2 separate regions of the Rattus norvegicus genome follow, and region 1 is linked to region 2. Evidence: chromatin contacts called from public Hi-C data. All regions are on one chromosome and are shown on one strand. The core of a region is the stretch at or near the end of the contact, and the rest is flanking DNA. Distances in the headings are between cores, read along the strand shown.

The links. Hi-C and Micro-C count contacts between places; a contact is called where the count stands out from the background.
Region 1: a contact with region 2 is called in a Hi-C map of Schwann cells, with 2.8 times the contacts expected there. The contact joins the promoter of Tmtc2 here to the enhancer-like site in region 2. A contact is called at or near these places in 2 of 12 Hi-C or Micro-C datasets (Schwann cells and mammary epithelial cells).

What each region holds. Positions count from the first base shown.
Region 1 is chr7:42,691,297-42,696,729 of GRCr8, forward strand. It overlaps Tmtc2 (transmembrane O-mannosyltransferase targeting cadherins 2), which reads right to left and starts at 1,855. Exons shown (of 12, transcript NM_001171177.2): 1 at 1,773-1,855. The coding sequence starts at 1,855.
Region 2 is chr7:42,602,575-42,607,688 of GRCr8, forward strand. The region is part of intron 1 of Tmtc2 (transmembrane O-mannosyltransferase targeting cadherins 2); the gene reads right to left. Among named protein-coding and RNA genes, the nearest start is that of Tmtc2, 88 kb to the right of the region's middle. Within about 2 kb of position 2,382, at least 52 of the 93 cell types and tissues checked have an H3K27ac peak or open chromatin away from gene starts, as enhancers often do. A contact at or near this core is called in Schwann cells, where this site is marked.

The DNA.
Region 1 (5,433 bases), core at 605-3,104, 88 kb after region 2:
ACAGGAAGTGGTCCCTTTTGTAAAGAACTGGACAGCAGTTGTGACTAGTAGTCAAGAGGAATGCTTATCATACTGTTCCTTTGTAGGCTCCATGTTCTTGTTCAACACTCCCTCTTCCAGATCACCCCAAAGGACTCAGCCACTGCCCTGACTCATCCCTGAACTCATTTTAGTGAAAGCTGAACAAAGCTTTCTCCACCGGGACTCTTAAAATAGCAGGTGCAACATCACAGAAATCTGGAGGAAAAAAAGCAAGCAGCACAGCCTACCTCACTCTCAGATCATTTCTTAGAGCAGTTGAAGTCAGTACACTGTGTGAAAGTTGAGTAAAAGTTTGTCTGCCGGGGAGACTATCAGCCAGCCTCCTCTGGGCACAACACAGAAGCACATCAAGGGCCTATGAGGGTACTTTGGCAAGTATTACCAGGGAATTTCATAGCAGACATCAGGGTGGGAACCAAGACCTCCTGATTTAAGACATACAATCACTCTTAGCAGGAGAGTGGACCAGACAGAGTATACAGAACATGGCTGATTAGCAGAGTACACCCCTAGCTTCTCTTGCTGTTGTCAACCACTTTGCTGAGTTCACTGGATGCCTCGCCCTAACCCTGGGGATCCATTCACTCCCCTAAGCCCAGAGAGGCTGCTGAAAGTCTGTCAAAGTAAATCTGTGTTCACTTTTTGGATGGTTTAATTTCAATGGAGCATGAAACACCCCAGGACGGTTAATAAGTTTAGCCAGGCATGCTGTTCTCCCTAATATATTTTAATTATGCATCTGTTTTAATTGTAATCAGATTAAGTCACCGGAAAGGCACAAATTGGAATTTTCCCTAATGGCTATTGGAGCTTTTCATCAGTTTCTAAACACTAACAACATTTTTAAAATAGGTAAGGACATCAGCACAAGGGTGATATTTTCCAAGAATCAACGCAGTTTCTTTGACAACACAACCCGGGTCTCATTAGCCACCCAAACTAACCCAAATACAGAAGACAACTTCAATCTCCAGGGGCGTCTTCTTCCGCAATTAGCACCAGCGAATCACTAATGTCTAAGGCAAGACTCCCAAACAGAACTGAAAGCCCACGTTTTTATAAAGGACTTCCCCATGATAAGTGAACGAGGCCGGGGGAACCAGAGATAAAACCAGCAGCAAGATACAGTAGCTCAAAGTTTACTATCGGACACGTCAAAGAGAAAGTTGACGCAGAGTACGCGCGCTCTTTCCTCTATTTTGGCAACTGTCATGCGTGAGTTTAACTTCCAGAAATCAGTGTCCTATCAATAAAAGGAAACGACACGGGGAAGATCTTCTAAGGAGTGGAGAGTTGCTTCCTTCCAGCCCACACGTAAAATCGCTTAATATGTTTTTCTGCACCAAGGTAAACCTAGGATTGTTATTGGATTTTTTTTCGGGGCTGGTTGTTTGTTTAACGTGGGTTCATTAAACAGTTTTCCAAATTGCCTGGATTTCCGCTAAGAAACTTAAGCGCCTGCCTACCGGCAAGAAGCAAGCAAAAACCTGCTGCAAAGTAGGAGCGGAAACTCCTTTGGCCAGCCCAGCGCGCCTGCGTCCCGGCTGTTGGCTATAGGTGTTACGGTTTCCGCGTCGTCTAAACCTTCAGGTGCAGATACCTGTCCGCACCACCACCACCACCCCCAAGACGCACTTCAACCTGACAGAAAGCAGTGCTAGATCCACCGATGAACCCCCACCCCACCCCTGTCGCGCCGCAGCCATTGCCCCTTTCTCTCACCCACTTACCTGTCATCGTAGCAGAAATCCGCACTCAGGGTGTTGAGATACAAGGCGAGCCCCAGAGCGCTGCTCACCAACTCTGCAATCATCTCTCCACCGCCTTCCCTCCGGCTTGGCTCCCAGCGCGAGCGCAGCAGCGGCAACAAAAAACAGAAGCATCAATCCCCACCTTCCGCCGCCTTCTGCTCCTGGCTGCACTTTTCCCCGGCTTCCCCGCCCGCCTCCTCGCCCTCCCTCCGCTCCTTCTTCAGATCCCCGGCTCCTCGGGGCGCCGGGCTCCGCTGTTCCTGCGTGCTCCGGGGGTTGCGGGCTCACACCGCTCTCCCCATTGCCGGACAACCGCGAGAGGCAAGCGGCGATCGGCTTCACGCCCCCCGGCGGAGAATCGGGGCTAGTCCTTTCCCGCGGCTCGCGGTCCCCACCCTAACCCATGGCACTTTGGGACACCCTAGGTAAAGGACTGGGGAGATCGAAGAGTGCGAGGTCCGGGACGAAGGGGCCGGACAGAGCGAGGATCTGGGACCAGCGGGAGGAAAGGAGGGAGAGACAGAGAGAAAGGGGCGGGTGGGAGGGACGAGGCGAACCGCCTCCCCTCGCCGCCTCCCGAGCGCACGACTCCGGGGTCGTTCGCAGCAACTCGGCCACCACCGGGGCTGCGGCACATTCACTCTTTATTGGTTCCCTCCCGGACCCCTCTCCAGTGAAGTGAGAAGCGGCGACTGGGGACTCCAAAAGCTCCCGCGTGGGGTTCTCGCCGCGGCCCCACGCGCCTGCGTGGCCAGCCCACCATCCTAAGCTAGCCCAGCCCCTTTCTCCACCCAGATCCTCCCTGCAGACTCCTCCCTGTCTACCCCCACTGGCTGGAGGCTCCGCCCACTCTCCTAGCAGTTCCAGCCTCGTCCTCCGGCCCAACTCCCTTCTTCCTCTTTCTTCACCTTCCTTTTTACTCTGGAAAGCACCCCCAGGACAAAGATGACTTTTGGAAGATTGCCCAAAACGACAGCTAGAGTGCGCTCTGGGCTCTGGGAGGTGGAGGAGAAAGGCGACAGGAGGAGTCCATGACTTGTCCAGTGGTGCCTGGAGGAGCCTTGCACGCTCTAGATCGCAAGCCAAGCGTCTGGTGCCAAGAGCTGTCAGGCAAAGGTCTGGTCAGCTGGAGAGACCTCTGGGGACACGGAGAGGTAGGACAGGTTTGCAGAGCGCTGGCAACTACGATTGACAATAAGGATTGACAATAAGGATCTATTGCCCGCGCGCGCTCGATGCGTGAGCTGAATTGGGATGGAAGGGCCTGTTGAAGAGCTGGGAGGTGGGGGAGGAGGGAGCAGCGTTTAGGAGAGAGTTCTACTCTGGGGCCACGCCGTCACCGTCGACGTTAATGTCAGTGGAAAGACGCGTGTCCCGCAGTTAGATTATGAAAAGGGATCCAGGAAATGAAAGGGGAGAGGCTAGAAGATAAGAAACAACCATGTGCTCCTCAGAAATTGCGTGGGGGTGGGTGTCTTTCGTGGTTCAGGACGGTCAAGCTGCCGCTGAAAACACAGAAGAGACCACGCTAATGAAACCCTCTACAGAGGCATGCTTAAACCCAGCAAGGCGGAAAAGCCAGTGCCCTTTCCTTTCCGCCCGGATGCAAGACTGGATGGAAGGCATCCAACGTGATGAAATACGGCGTAGAAGAATAGTCTGGGCAGAAGGAGCACTGGGTACTAAAGTTGCATGACCAAAGAGATCCGAGAGCTGTCTGCCACACCCCCTTCCTGCCTGGTCCCCTTTCTGACTGGACTGGTCGCTCACTTGGACGATGATGAACACTACTGCAGCGCCCCCTGCTGTGGGGATGCTACAGGGCCTAGAAAACAAGTCGGTGCAGGACTGACTTGTCCCCCCATTGGAAGAGCAGCACCTGACCAGCAAACTCTTCAAAGATACTAAAGAAAGCGGAGCACCTGGGTATGTGGCAGCGATCTGAAAAGTTTGAGTGCCTGCAGAATAAAGATGTCTGACTTTACAAGGGAATCTTTTAGACCCTGACAAATGTGGGTTCTACCTGCAACAGGCAAATGTTGATTTGATCAAAATATTCTGTGCATGTAGGAAGTTCTAAAATAATATATTAAAGACAATGGTTCCTGTTTTGCATGCTCCCCGATATACTGTTTTTTTCTTTTTTTTTTTTTTACGTTTTAAAAAAATCATATCAACTGGTCCATTCGGATCCTCTCTGGCTCTCTCCTGGGCTTATATATTGATATTGGACCCTGGGACCCTGGGGGAGGAATACATACTTAAGTCAGATATCTAGGTTTGCGTATCAGTTTGGCTATTCGTTATTTGGGTAAGCTAGGGCCAATCACCTTCTTCATGCCTCACTTATAAATACACTTTGGTTAGAGGAGTTACCATGTAAATAAAGCATTTACACAGAGACTGACTGGTTCAATAAGTTAGCCCTTAGAGTTTCCAACGTCCGTCATCTTTTGCTTCTTAACTAAAACCTAGACACCCCCTGTAAAATGCATACCATCACACCCACACCGTCCCATTCTTAGTGCAAACTGTCACCCAAATACACCCATCACATCTACAGAGCTCTAATCCTGGTCGAAGCCGTTGTCTCCTACACCAACTAATCGAATGGCCTTGGAAATGGTCTGGCTTCTACACCCACAGCCCCTGCACCAAGCGTGTACTTGAGGCAGCAGACAAGCCCATTTAAGTTCAATCACTCCACCTAGCCATGTGTAGTGCACATAGCATAAAACTCTCTTTTGGCCCTCCCCCTCTTTGCAAGAGGTCTGTCCACGTATGCCTTCTCAGGAACCTTCTTTTCTCTCCTTCCTGGAACTGTTTTCTCCCCTAGACATTCTTCGGCTGCTTTCTACTATCAGGTATTTCAAATGGTATTGCTTTAAAATTTCCTTCACGTACTTTATAAAACACACACACACACACACACACACACACACACACACACACACACACACGACATCTCTTTCCCATCATCCTTTATTACTTCTTTCTTAGTACACATTAGTATCTTTGTTTGCTTGCTTGCTTGCTTGTTTGTGGGGCTTGGGGGGGGGTTTGAGACACAGTTTCCCTAGGTAGCTCTGACCGTCAAGGAATTCACTCTGTGGATTAGGTTGACCTCAGCCTCAGAGATCCACCTGACTCTGCCTTCAGAGTGCTGCTATTAAAGGTGTGAGCCACCACTGCCCGGAGATAAGCAAACATTTATTAACGTACCCCTTGAATGATGAAGTTTGTAACCTTATCCGCATAATGCCCAGAGCCTATAGCATCTGAACATGTAAGAGAAACTATAAAAGAGGGGTAAACAAATGAACAATAAGAGTATTTAAGGGATTTTATGGAAGAGCTGAAAGCCCACAAGTAGTCATCAGGAAGAAGGAACCAATTTGTTATCTGCTTTAAAGATGCCGAGCAGGAGGGAAGAAGGGTGACGTTGGAGTGCATCACTTCCTCAGGAAGACCCATGTAGGAAGTCACACGAGGACAACCTCTTTCCTAAGACTTACTGGCATAAAAGTAAGAGAGACCTTAGGGTTCAGAGTGCTAAAACCTTGTGAACATTTCTCAATTCCAAAGCTCTGGTAGTTTCAAAAAGCCAAGTGTGGCTTTCTCTACCACCACACAGCCCCTT
Region 2 (5,114 bases), core at 1,132-3,631:
AAATGCCAGCCACTGAAGGTGGGGACCCACAGAAACAAAAAAAACAGGACAGTGCTGGAAAAGGAAGTCACAGAACACAGAGAAGCAAGCCACAGTAAGCCATCTAGAGTAAGAGAATACGAAGTTTGCTATAAGAAGTCTGCAAAGAAGGCAAGAAAAAGATTTAAAAAATTTTTTCAATACACATTCTGCATCCTATTTTGGACAGGTCATTGCGACACTCGCTGAAACTCAGCATGTGGTATCTCATCCCTGAGATCTCAGCACTTGCAAACATATGAATGCACAAATCTTAGCGCCCACATGGTTAAATGAGGTGAGAGGTGTTTGACAATTCAAGGCCAGCCTGGGCTACACGGCAAGACTCCACATCAAAAAACAAATAAATAAAAATAAAAAGAAATAAAATAAAACAAGTGGGAGCAATTTTCAGTCTTCTGTAACGATGGCTCACCGAGACAAAAACGCATCCTCTAGAGATTTACCTCATAAAGCACACAACAATGGGAAGAAGAAGCAATTGGTCTCAGGATTTGTCACTGTCATCCTTGTTTCAGTGCCTTGCCAAAAAAAATATCAGCAGGAGTGTCTAAAGAGAAAAGATGTATAAAACTGATCCCAACAGTAAACCAAGTTTGCTACTGATTTCAATGGCTGGAAACATCATGTCAACTTTCCCAAGACAGGCGGATTCATTCATGTGGTTCTGGGGTGGTTACTATGTCCTCTTCTACCCTCAAGTGTTTCATATTAAACAGCAAATCATAAAATCATCCTAACTATATCATAGACTCCCACAGCATTTCAAAGCTGTGACCAGGGACTCGACTCCATACAAGGACACCTGGCACCAACCACAATAAAACCTATAAATGGACATCTCCTGGGGTTAAACAATCCAAAGAGACATCATGATGCCATAGTAGATTTGCTGGCACTTCTAACAATTAAAATAAGCCTTTAAAGTCTTATTTAATTGAATAAATATCAACCCAATTTTATTCTCCAAACTAAATTTCCTGCAGGATGCAAAACAGAAAAAGATACAGGTGACTTAAAAATCCAGCCGACACCCAGAAAGGAGACAAGATGGTCAGCTACCGTTCCCTGGAGAAAAGTAACAACACCATGTCTAACGTGGCAATGCCAAGATCCACCAGGAAGGCTTACAAGCTAGCCAGGCCTTTCTCCCTTCAGCATCAAAAGTAACCTGAACTGAAAACAGGTACATAGGCCATCTGGTGGCACTGGCTCACATCTGAAATCCCAACCCTACAGAGACCAACGCAGGAGAATAGCAGAAGTCTCAGACCATCCAAGCTGAGAACCTGTCTCAAACAAACAAACAAAATACCAAAAAATAAAAATATATAAAAATAAAAAATAAAGACAAACAAAAATAAAAAAAAAACAAAAAACACCAACAATGCCAACATTAAAAGGCCAAGGTAGGCTCATCAATACCTACATTTATATCTGAAGCACTAGGAGCAATAAACGTCCTCTTTATTAAAATGAGAGAGAGAGAGAGAGAGAGAGAGAGAGAGAGAGAGAGAGAGAGAGAGAACGAACACGAACCAAACTTTCAACCGGAGACCAAAGAAACCAAAAGATTATAAATGTGACAAAGAAAAATCAAAACAGGAATAACTGGAAAACGGACTGAATTTTGCCTCCGTCCATTACATCCGAGCTGGTACATTTACTCTCCAACCACTGCGTTACTGACAAGTAGAAGAAAAGCGAGCATCATTACGTAGCACCGGCTTTTATTACTGCTGGAGACCAAAGCTGGCCTTCAGCAGCGCCTTTTCATTCTCTAGGAAGAATATCCTTTTCTTTTTGCAATTATGAAAAATGTCAGTGAGTGTGATTAGTTCTTCAGAACTCGGTGCGCTCCCTGAGGCCTCAAAGCAGCTGAGACTGCTTCACACATCTTTGAACACTTGTGCCGGTCCTCACACAACACCCTCCGCATTGGATTTTATTATAAGTTCTTTTTTCTTTTTTTCTTTTTTTTTTCGGAGCTGGGGACCGAACCCAGGGCCTTGCGCATGCTAGGCAAGCACTCTACCACTGAGCCAAATCCCCAACCCCTTATTATAAGTTCTTAACAATGGGATTCTTGTTTCATTTATTTCACACGGAAGCTCCGGCCTTATTTGTTTTTTTTTTTTTTCTTTGTAGTTGGCTTTTATTTCTATTAATAGGGAAATAAATTCTGGTTTACTAGTATCGTTTGAGTGCCAATGTGGCGGGTGGAAAGATTCATAATGCGCTATCAGTTGAATGGACACCAAGTACTTGACACAGTGGAAACAAGTCGCTCCCGGCTGGCCCTCGCCTTTATTCCTCAGAACACTGTGCAGGCTGAAGGCATGAGCCCTCAAAGGCTGTTTTTCAGCGATCCCCGCAGCTCTGAGGATCACATGATCGCTATCTAGCCAATGAGAGGCTTTAGAAGCAGTAAACTGTTTTTCAGGGTCCTGCCTTTGAAGGAAAATTAGGGTCACTGCTCCCTCGCTGACCATGCTTCCAGCTGAAATCATCCTGGAAGGCAGGACAGCGGTCCAAGGCATGACATGAACATCTGGCCTTGAAAGTGCTTAGGGGAAGTCTCCTCAACCCAGACCGGAACTCACCCAAGGGGAATTAACTTCCGGCATGTTGGAGCCATTCTGTTTTATGCCTGACTTGTTTTGTTTGTTTGTTTGTTTGTTTGTTTTGTTTGCTTTGTTAATTTTTTTCTTTTTAACCATGGACATCTAAACTGACAGAATTTCATTTTCCTTTCCTCATAGGCCTTCATTGTCCTTCAAGCCTCAGAGAATATGAGAAGTGAAACCATTGCAGTCCAGAAGACTATTCTTAACAATTGGCAGGGCAACAGCAATGTTAACCAATATCTAAAATTTTAAAACATACACTTATAAATTTTATACCAAAGGAGGGGTGGGGTGGGTACTTCTTATTCTGATCCAGAAAATATTTTCCTAGAATTCTTATCTCTGCCAGGAGAGAAAAATTACCTCTGCTTTAAGAAAATGAGGGGCTCTCTCGGGGCCACTTTAGGGCTTAAGCATTAATATCCTAGCTAAAGAAATATCCTTGCTCATTCTTCTGAGGATAAATTACAGGCTAGACAAGTGTTCTTTAGTTCTCAAGACATAAAGCCACTACCTTGGAAACTCCAACAGTCCTAAAGATATTAATTATTTATCACAAATCAACAGATAGATATTTTATCACGAACTACAACACAATCAAAATAACATTGGGTTGGACAGTAACAAATCACTGTCAGGCTGCTGCCTGTATATAATTTGAAACAAGACTCTAAAGCTGCCAGAAAGACATAGAAGCTGGCTGTCCCTGGTGACAACCAATATAACTAACCCAGGAATAACTGTGAGGAGAAGAGAGGCAGGAGAGAGTTCAGAGGCAGCCACACAACATATAAATTTTCACTTGAGCTCAATTTTCCCACTGAAACAACAACACAGTATATAAATTATACGAAGAAAAACTACAGACTATGAACACACACATATTCAAACACAAAATTACACTTACACACACACACACACACACACTGCTGCCTTTCAAATTGTTAAATTGAAAACTATAAGGTAACGGAGACACAGCTCAATTGGCAAGAGAGTATGTATAACACACATAAAGACCTGGATAGAAGAACTTGTGGGAAAAGGAAGAAAGAACATTAGGAATTCAAAGTCATTTAGTATGTATGAGATTTTGTCTCAAAGAAAAAAAAAGAAAAGAAAAAAGACAAGGGAAGGAAAAAGTAGGAAGGTAGGGAAAGAGGGATAGAAGAAGAGGAGGGAGGGAGGAAAGAAGGGAAGGAGGACAAACTAACAATGAAAAGAACTAATTCTTAATGATCTTGTTCTCTTTACACTCTGTAGCTAGTTCCCCTTTCCCAACATTGTTTTCCAGTCTGCACCAACAGGTAGAGGGCTCACTAACACTTGGCAAAGACTAGAAATACTTGTAAAATCCCAGAATTGTCTTGAGACAATACATTATTTGGTTTAGCTTTGGGTTCAAGCAGGAGTATTAGCTGCATTTATTCTTAAAGGGAGAATACAACAGGGCAAGTGCACGTTAACCAACTACACAGTGTTTACCTCACAGATGTCAGATGTCAGAATTTCCTTACCTCCTGCCATGAAGTTAGCTACTCCAGTCAAGAGGACTTTTCTCCAACGACTGAAATGTTCTGTATTCTGACAGAGATAAGAGCAGCTAGGAACAGCTACTGAGCTCCTTACATCTGTTTACTGTGAGGACTGTATTTCTTATTTTATTGATTTCTAAGTTGGATTAACTCTTGAGGCTCAAAGCTAACACACTCTGTCAAACAACTCTGTACAGTTAAGGGAATCTCTGCTCTCAGGAGCGTCAATCTATAAAATAAGCCCACTTCCCACAGTCGAGGAGTTAAATGTCACCAGTCTAGTTTGCTGTGGCACTGTAAGTAGATATGAGAGGTTGGGGAGGTGTATCCCACAACCACCTCACACAAACATTCTAACCAGGATCATCTTGGAAACTGCTTAAAGTACAAAGCAGGAATTCTCAATCTGGCCAGTTTTTCTCTCAATTACAAAACAAATTATTGTTGTGAAATGACACACAAATGCACTTGCAGGCAAGTTCACATCGAATTATCCAATGAACAACAACTGGCTGTTGTTGTTGTTGCTGTTGTTGTTGTTGTTGTTATGTTGTGGTTGTTGTTGTTGTTATTTTATTTGGAGGGTCTCTTGTCTACCCAGAGGCAGCTATGGGGATCAGAGGACTATTTCCAGGAATCAGTTCTGAGTTACTATTATGTTGAGTCCTGGGGACTGAATTTGTCAGGTACAAAAGTAACCCAGAACAAATAGCTAACTATGGTGCCTACTAGCATCCAAAACTGCACGTTATTTCAAGATCCTACCACAGACATCCATGCTGGCATCTTGACTACCCTCAAGTCTTCTCGCCACAACCCCTACCTAGAACTTTTCCAGCTAATGGGGTTTCCTTCCCCAGCTTCTCATTCTTATAGGGCCCTGACATTTAGCTATATGCACTCTCTTCATGCTCTT